3 separate regions of the Mus musculus genome follow, and all the other regions are linked to region 2. Evidence: chromatin contacts called from public HiChIP or PLAC-seq and Micro-C data. All regions are on one chromosome and are shown on one strand. Each heading gives the region's core, a stretch centred on a gene start, on an enhancer-like site or on the middle of the called end of the contact. The rest is flanking DNA. Distances are from core to core; before and after follow the strand shown.

Region 1 (2,700 bases), core at 141-2,640, 1.6 Mb before region 2:
TGGAACTGGGGGCTGCATGTGGCCTGCAGCATGTGTGGGGGCTTCACAAGCCCATTTCTGCTAGGTGTGCTGGGGGCAGCATCACACAGAAGCAGTGTGGCCGTTCTGTCTCAGGAGAGAGCCCACGACGCTTATGTGTTCCATATTTGGTTGTCTGAGGAAGTCCCATTTTGGAGACTGGTCCTGGAGCTGTGCCATAGCTCTCACGACTTATTGATCTCTGGAGGTCAAACATGGTGTTTTGATTAGCCACCGACTGCATTTCCCCTACTCTGTCGCTTCTGTGGGGAAAGCCAACATTTGAGAGCAGAACATTATGGAGCAATACGCCCTATTTGAATGAGGGAGGCATGAACACCATTCTGGAGGAAGAGCAAGCCGCAGGACCTTCCTGGTCTGCTGTCCCCAGTCCCCAGAGCACTGCAGCTGGGTTGACCCTTTGTTTCCCCAGATGGATGCACCCGCACTGAGGACACCACCAGGCCTTCCAGGGGATTGTGTTCACTGTGAGATTTGAGGTCTTCCATTGTAATCCAATGGAAGCTTTTATGGCATCGGTCACTGTGCCCAGTTAGGGTGGAGACCTCGCAGGCTTGTGGCAAAAGTGTTTTCAGGTGAGTTGGGGACAGGGAACATAGGCCTTGTACTCTGTCAGGCTCCAGTTCCTGGCCTGTCTTGGCCTGTTTTTAATCTGGTTCTTTTGACCTCATCCCTACATCTGTGAAAAGGAGATAAGGTCTGGCTTGTGAGAACACCGGCCCCAGTGTATACACAGTGGTGTCTAAACCGGGAACAATCGCCCTCCTGTTACCTGCCTTCATGTTCTACAGTGTGTGTGCTGCCAGAACAGCCTCTCTGATCAGTCTATTGTTAAACATATTCCCAGTACTTATTTGTTTTATTGGGGAATACCTCCCTCTCCACCCAGACAGGGTTCCTTTGTATAGCCCTGGCTCAATCCTCCTGCCTCTCCCTTTGGAGAGCTGGGATCAAAGGCATGTGCCACCACTGCCAGGCTTAATTGGGGGATATACTTTGGAATATATAGCAAGACCCTGATACATACAACACAAACCGTAATGACCCCCGAACCATTGACTATGTCTTACTCCTGAAGGAAGAGGGCGCTTCCATTCTCAGCCAGGCACTCCTCAGTTGGTAATGTGATGTGAAGGTTGACTGTGCGCTGGGGATCTCTGAGGTGTCAGAGAGTGCCACGTGAGTAAGCTCTGGGCAGATCAAGAGGAGCTGGAGAGAGTTTAATGGGGAAGTCTTCCTTGCGGGATTTAAGTGTAATCACCCTCCCCTGCCACCCCTCCCCCCCAGTCTCTGGATCCTGTGAAGCCATTGCTTGCCGAGCTCACCTTTCTGCATCACGTGACTGTGCTGTTTCCTCTAGGACGCGTCTACTGCAGTGGCCCATAACCTTCCCAGTGCTGCAAACTGTGGTGGTGTTGGGGTGACTCGCAACCTTAAAACTATGTTTGTTGCTACTGTTATGAGTTGTAGTGTAAATATCTGTTAAGCAGGATATCTGATAGTCAGCCCCTGTGAAATAGTCACCCTACCTCCCCCAGGGGGGTCGAGACCCACTGATCGAGAACCACCGGTCTACTGTGCACCCCCACCCCAGCCCCAACCTCCGCCCTCAGGCTGCTGCTGGCTTCCTGCCTCCCATTGTTCTCTCGGTTGCTTTGTGTATTCTTTCTTCTTGGGCTTGGGTCCCGCCTCTGAAGCTCCTTGGCTCACTGCGCGTCTCCCTTCTGGAGTCTGCTCAGTCATCACTTGTCCCGAGCCCCCTTCCCGTGTCCTCAGCTGTCACCCTGCATTTCCACTCAGTGTGTGAGACCTGGAATCCTGCCAGTCCCACCTGCAACCTTCCCTTCAGCTACTCGGGAGAGACACCTTGCTGCTGTCACCCCCACCCCCCCCCCCCGTCAGTCTGTCCATCCAGGCTGCCCATCCCCTCCGTTCCACTTGTGAATCTCTCTTGGAATCTTAGCCAGGCTTCCATCATTTCCAGACAGCATGACTCTCCAGTGGCTGGCTTCCCAGCCAGCAGCCTGGACCCCCTCCAGAACATTCTCCACATTGCTGCGGGAGTGATCTTTAAACAAATACAGCTCTGATCCTGCTCGTCACTCCCTGGGCATTCTTTGTGGCTGGGTTTCCGCTCTTGGCCTTGGCATTTCCAAGGCTGTAATGGGCTAGCTCTTAGCACGTGTCACACCTGTCCTTTCCCATCCTCATTGCTAACTGCTTCCAGGGCCCAGAGCTCGGCTCTCCTCCACCTGTGATGTCAGAGCTGCTTCTGCTCTGCATTCTGCCTCCTGCTTGCCCAGTCGGGCACTTCATCTCTTAAAGCCCTCTTAAGCTTTCCTCTTCCCTTGTGTGTGTGTCTGCCACTCCACTTAAATCTGAATTGGGATTCCCGTCCTAGGTGTTCCTTCTTCTGTACTATTTAATCTTTCCAGTTTAAGGACACTGCTCTTATGTCTGTACAGCGTAGCAGGTGCCCAGGCCCTTGAGAGAGAAGAGTGTATTCAGGTTTCTCTCAGTGTCTTACGTGGAGTCGGCCTGAACCCCGCCCCCACTCCCCCGGCCCCGCCCCGCCCCGCCCCGCCCCCCCATTCTAACTTTAGAATTTGAGATCTGAGAAGTCAGTCTTCACATGCCAGTTCTTGGAAAAGCCAGCTTTAA
Region 2 (2,700 bases), core at 163-2,662:
ATTATGGGGCTCTTGTCCATCTGAACTATGTAATGAAGCTACATGCTTTTAAAATAGCTGCTCTTTCCAAGCATCTACCACCCTGAGAAGATGCAGAAAATGAAGATCAGATAAGAGGCTTTTCTAAAGGAACTCATCTAGAAAGCATCGGACTAGAATCTCACCCTCTGCCTGCTTCTGAAGCAGAGGTCTTGCCCCTATATGCTGCTGAGTTCAATGAACAGAGGCTGCCCTGACTTCATGGTTTACAAGGTAAGATTTAGAAGGCCTGTGACGTCAAGATCTATAGACCAACTGTGATGAGAAGCAGTCGGGGCAGCCTTTGCAATGTGGGTGAGTTCTCTGCTGGTTTGTGGTAGTGGTTTCTCTTGGGCTCTTTGCACAGGGGCAGCACCAATGCCCTGTGCTATGGTCCACCAATGTGTTGGCTCTCTCTCTCCCTTGCATAGCAGGTCTGGGTTTGGAGTACAAAGTTGAAGGATGCTGTAAGAAGACACACAGGCATCCTTATCAGCCAATTCCCTGAAGAAATGGGACCCTGAAGAGACACCCAGAGCTATAACCCAGTAGCAGCAGACAATGGCCTCGGCACAGATTCAAGTCCCTACATCCCTCCCACGCAGCCTTAAACCGACATTCCCTGGGGAGAGTTACTAAGCGGGGGCCTTATGTGAATTGGATGTTTAGGACCGTGCCCTTTGCTATATTTAATAGGAATGGGAAAAAGGTCCTTTAGCAAGCAGCATGTCGAAGCAGATATTCCCACAACCCCCTAAGCTGCATGCATCAGAGCAGAGGAGAAGAGTAGCCTGCTGCATGCGGCAGGAAACTTGGGGAAACTTTGCTTGGATTCCTCTCCTTCTTCATACACAGATAGATAATAGATGGACAGACTGATAATTGTTTCCTGCAAATGGAATCCAGGAAAAGAGGTATCAAAGCTAAGGCTACTGAACACAGGAAGGCCAGGTATTAGGTTAAGTAATACAGGAGAGGATGGGGGGAGGGGGAGGGAGAAGGAGGAGGAACGGAGGCTGGGAAAATTGGTATGAAAAGAAGGAAATGGCAAAGAGAAAAAGGATGAAAAGGCAATTCTAATTTGAGGCACAAGGAAAGTAAAGAAGGCAGGCTAAAAGAGGGAGAGTTGAGGTGGTCTGAAAAAAGTGCAAAGCCCAGGGTCCTGAGAAACTTCCGCGAGAAAGGGGGCGCGGCGCTGCCCAGCCCATGTTTGGGCAGATTAATGGAGTCGTGGCGGCTCGGGCTCTTGAGTCCTGCCTTGGGAGGGACAGTATCTGTTTAGATTTGTGTCTAAATTTAAACCCCGATCCGGCCTCCCTCTCTGCTCCCCTCCACTCCCCTCCCCTCCTCCTGCGTCCCTCGGTCCCTCCCTCCCTCCTCCTCCTCCTTCCTCGTTCTCTGGCGCAGGGCCCCCAGCTGGGGCAGTCCCGCAGCCGAGTGCAGCCAGGCGCGCGCCGCCGCCCACTCGCCCTGTGCCCGCTACAGCCCCGAAAGTGACCCGGGCTGGGAGCCGAGGGGACAGCGGGGATCGTGGGCTCTTAACCCGAGAGAGCGGGCGTATCCGCAGCCGGAGGAAGACTACCTGGAGGACATGGAGGTAAAAGACCGGCGGGGACACGGGCCTGGGGGAGAGGGAGGTCAGAGCGCTCCTGCCCAGGTCGCCGTTCCTGCTCTCAGCAGGGAGCACGCAGCCGAAAGGTCGCGTAGGCCAAGTTGAGAAAGGCTGGTCCTTGCTCCTCGGAGACCCCTGTGGGCAGGCGTGGGCTTGTCAGGAAAGGACTTCAGGCGAAGGAGGGGCCTTTGTAGGGGTTCAGGTATTCTGACTGTGCACATACGTGCTTTGGGGGGGGGGTTTAGAAAATAAAACTTAGGTACAACTAAAGTCATAAACGGATAAAGGTGTGAACCAAGAACCCCAAAACAAAACTCCAGCAACCCTGACTCAGGCATTGAGAAACAGAGTTGGCAGTTGAAGCCGGGACTCTGCCCGCATGGCTTCCCGTTTTGATTGCAGTGTGGCTTTTCCGACCAGTTGTTCTCTTACTTCTGATGCCCCTTGTTTCTGTCACATCTTCTTTCAAAACTTTCTGAAAAGCTCCCTTGCCGCCGATCAGATAAACTTATTTCTGAGATATTAGAGGCTCTCCAAGATGCCCTGCCTCCTGAGGTTGTGTGCACCTTGGGGTGTGGTAGCCGTATCTGAGAGGTTTGCAGGGGCGAGTCCCAGACTTTCTCTGCGCTTCTCCAACCTCAGTGGAGAATACTGGCCACTACTTTCCATCCAGCTAGTTCATCTAGCTTCCTCCTCCAGGTCTATAGATTTCCAAAGAAATGTTTCCCTTCAAACCCAGACCAGCTGCAGGTGAACTCAGAGGCACAGCATTGGCAAAGCCCCAGGTTCAACTCCCAGGGTCACACACTCAAAGAAAGAAAAAGAAACTGTGACCTTTTATTGTATTCTAATCAATCTCAGTAGGACCTGGGATTTTCAAAGAGGAAAAAAGGAGATGAAAACCCACAGGCCTAAAGGTGATTCCTCCTCCCACTCAAAAGGAAAGAGCTCCTCCTTAGCCCAAGGTCTGCGGAGATCCCGGGCACAGAAGTTCAATCCCTTCCAGGCTTGAGTCCGCTCATCTCTTCTGAGCTTCACTGTCTGCTCTAAAAGAACAATAGCAAGGCTGC
Region 3 (2,700 bases), core at 139-2,638, 1.6 Mb after region 2:
TTTGTCAATTAACTGTACTCCTTCCTAACAGAGGACTATTGTGTAGATATCAGGATTTGGGCACATCACTAGAGAATGTCAATGCTAAGCTGGTATTAGGGGGACTCAGAAAAGTTCTGAAGGTCAGAGAAAGAATGAGAGTCCTTAAAAGAATTAATAGCCAAAAATAAAAAATACAAAAACAAAAAAAAAAATAAAACAAAAAAGCAACAAAAAAAAGAATTAATAGCCATCTACCTGATTGTATTCCCTGCAACTATGTACTTTCAATGAATATTTAAGAAAAGAACAATCACTGCCTAAGGCTTAGCCAAAAACAAAGGACATACCACAACAGAGCAGTGTCCAGACCCACAGCTTCAGGATGTTCCTCGAGCCCCAGTAAGTACCCTCACATCTCCATGGAAACACCTGTAAATGAAGTGCAAAATATTTAAACTCTGAACTGCAAACTTATAGCACCATGAGGCAGTGCCCTGGCACTTCTTCAATTCACAGATAAAGCCCATCAGCCCACTATCAACCGTATCCAAGGTAAACTATTTGGGGGGGGGTGGGTGTCATGGCTGAAAATTATGGCATCTACTTCATTACACACTGGTACACTACTTTATTTCATTTTCCTTCCAGGTTTCAGTCCCAGGTTGTTGATCATGATTAATGTTATGCTTTCCGATATTTCGGTATTCTTTGTACCTACTTTTCGACTGAGCTTTAAATCAAACAGAATCTTAATTTTTTTAATGCTCTTGTTTTTAATGCTCTTGGGGTCTAATGAACCAGTGACACTCACATTTGCCTTTCACGCTGGGTCATGAAGGAGCCATACCTCAAATATATGAAAGAATGATGTAGCCAGAAGCCAGGAAAGGCAAGCATTGCTTTTTTCAAGTAAGAAGCAATATATTTTTAATAACTCAAACAACAAAGCCATAGGCTTTCTGCACATCTTAAAACTGTAGTTTTGGATGTATATCACTCCTCAGGGAGTCACTCTGTGTCACCGCAAAGGTCTAATCTTATCTGTGCCCCTTCCAGCATTCCATCAAAGCAAACACCAAGGGAGAAAATCAGCAAGAAAGAGTCTAGAGTCATTTTCTTGAGACAGCATGCGTAGGGGTTTTGTTGTTGTTGTTGTTCTTGTTCTTGTTTGTTGGTTTCTATATTTCTTAAACGCAGAAATGATAGCTTCTTGCCCCCTTGCCACCTGCCTCTTCAACCCCAAGGAAAATTTTGAATATCTAGAGATCTCTTATAGGCTGGGATGCTCACCATGGCTTGCTGGGTCTCTCTGCAAGTCTCTCTGCAGGCCTCAGCCTCCTGCACCTGGGGCTCAGAGTTCTTGCACAAGGAGGGCGTGCTGCGCTCAGGAAGAATGTGCCAATGTCACCAGTGGGGTTTGCTTTCTTTCATTTCTCCAGCCCAGCCTCACATCCTCCGCCCCCAATTCTTCCTCTTTCTCTTCTCTCTCTCTCTCTCTCTATCTCTCTCTCCCCACCCCTTTCCTAATCTGGGCTCAATCATTTGCCCCAAGAACACAGTAGTGGACCAGAAGCTATGCCCCCTGCTCAGGATATCCCCAGTTTGGAAGGAGGAAAGGAAAGGGAGAGATATTGTAATTATATTATAATCCCCCAAATTAAAAAAAAAAAATAGAAAAAAAAAAAAGAAGCAATGGCAACTGGATTCTTCCCCACATCCTCTTAGTCCTTTCTGGTTACCTATGCCTCCTTCCCGTCCCTTCCCTTCCCTACCCTTCCCCTCCTCTACCTTCCCTTCCCCTCCCCTTTTTTCTCCTCCCTTCCCTTCCATTCTTCTCCCTTCCCACCCCACTTTCCTTTGTGTTCCTTGTTTTGTTTATAAACTCCCGACCATGGGGTAGGGGACCCTGGTCGTACCATAGATTAAAAACTTATTTCAGAGCTAGTTCACTTGCTCTTGAACTTCGGGAGCTTTCTGGAAGACTTGACCCAACTTAGTTCCTCTCCTTCCTCTTTCCTCGTTCACCCCCTAGTGGAAGTCCTTGTTAATGGCTCTTCTGAAAGCAAAATCCTAAATAAAATCCCAGGGCTCTAACTTAGAGAGGTTGGGGGACCTAGAAATACCTTGAGTAGAAAGTGTGAAGAGGGTAAGACAGCATATAAAGTTTGAATTCAGCCATTCAAAAGCAATCTGGAGGAAGTCACTGACATAATAGTATTTAAACTGTAAGAAAGTTAGTAATAATGACAAAAAATGGCATGTATGTGTCAACATACACACAGACACACACACACAAATATAATGTAGTAGCAACAATAACAACACTAGAACTTAACAGGTCATCTTAATTACCTTTGAAAGTCTAAAATGGGGCAGTGGTGGCGCACGCCTTTAATCCCAGCATTTGGGAGACAGAGGCAGGCAGATTTCTGAGTTCAAGGCCAGCCTGGTCTACAGAGTGAGTTCCAGGACAGCCAGGGCTACAGAGAAACTCTGTCTCGAAAAACAAAAACAAAAAACAAAAACAAACCAAAAAAAAAAAAAAGCTGAGCAGTGGTGGCGCACGCCTTTAATCCCAGCACTTGGGAGGCAGAGGCAGGCAGATTTCTGAGTTCGAGGCCAGCCTGGTCTACAGGATAACCAGAGCTATACAGAGAAACCTTGTCTCGGGGGGAAAAAAAAACCTAAAACAAAACAAAATAATAATAATAATAAAAA

What was found. A called contact is a pair of places that touch in the nucleus more often than the background predicts. HiChIP or PLAC-seq counts read pairs in DNA pulled down with a chosen protein or histone mark.
Region 1: a Micro-C map of the G1E-ER4 cell line shows a contact between it and region 2, with 3 times the contacts expected there. The contact joins the enhancer-like site here to the promoter of Rcsd1 in region 2. A contact is called at or near these places in 1 of 39 promoter capture datasets (pre-B cells), 1 of 484 Hi-C or Micro-C datasets (the G1E-ER4 cell line) and 5 of 115 datasets of contacts at active chromatin or transcription factors (acute myeloid leukemia, bone marrow-derived dendritic cells, large pre-B cells and 2 more).
Region 3: a contact with region 2 is called in an H3K27ac HiChIP or PLAC-seq map of thymic regulatory T cells, with 5 times the contacts expected there. The contact joins the promoter of Sell here to the promoter of Rcsd1 in region 2. A contact is called at or near these places in 3 of 39 promoter capture datasets (the C10 cell line, liver and pre-B cells), 5 of 484 Hi-C or Micro-C datasets (CD4 T cells, CD8 T cells and regulatory T cells), 3 of 115 datasets of contacts at active chromatin or transcription factors (regulatory T cell precursor, thymic regulatory T cells and thymocytes) and 1 of 9 other capture datasets (liver).

What each region holds. Positions count from the first base shown.
Region 1 is chr1:167,269,576-167,272,275 of GRCm38.p6, reverse strand. The region is part of intron 1 of Uck2 (uridine-cytidine kinase 2); the gene reads left to right. Among named protein-coding and RNA genes, the nearest start is that of Gm46170, 4.1 kb to the right of the region's middle. Within about 2 kb of position 1,390, at least 255 of the 459 cell types and tissues checked have an H3K27ac peak or open chromatin away from gene starts, as enhancers often do. A contact at or near this core is called in the G1E-ER4 cell line and thymic regulatory T cells, where this site is marked.
Region 2 is chr1:165,706,806-165,709,505 of GRCm38.p6, reverse strand. Rcsd1 (RCSD domain containing 1) reads left to right here and starts at 1,412. Exons shown (of 7, transcript NM_178593.3): 1 at 1,412-1,615. The coding sequence starts at 1,610.
Region 3 is chr1:164,060,764-164,063,463 of GRCm38.p6, reverse strand. Sell (selectin, lymphocyte) reads right to left here and starts at 1,388. Exons shown (of 9, transcript NM_011346.2): 1 at 1,273-1,388; 2 at 330-411. The coding sequence starts at 1,275. Gm51665 (a long non-coding RNA gene) reads left to right here and starts at 472. Exons shown (of 2, transcript XR_003948100.1): 1 at 472-534.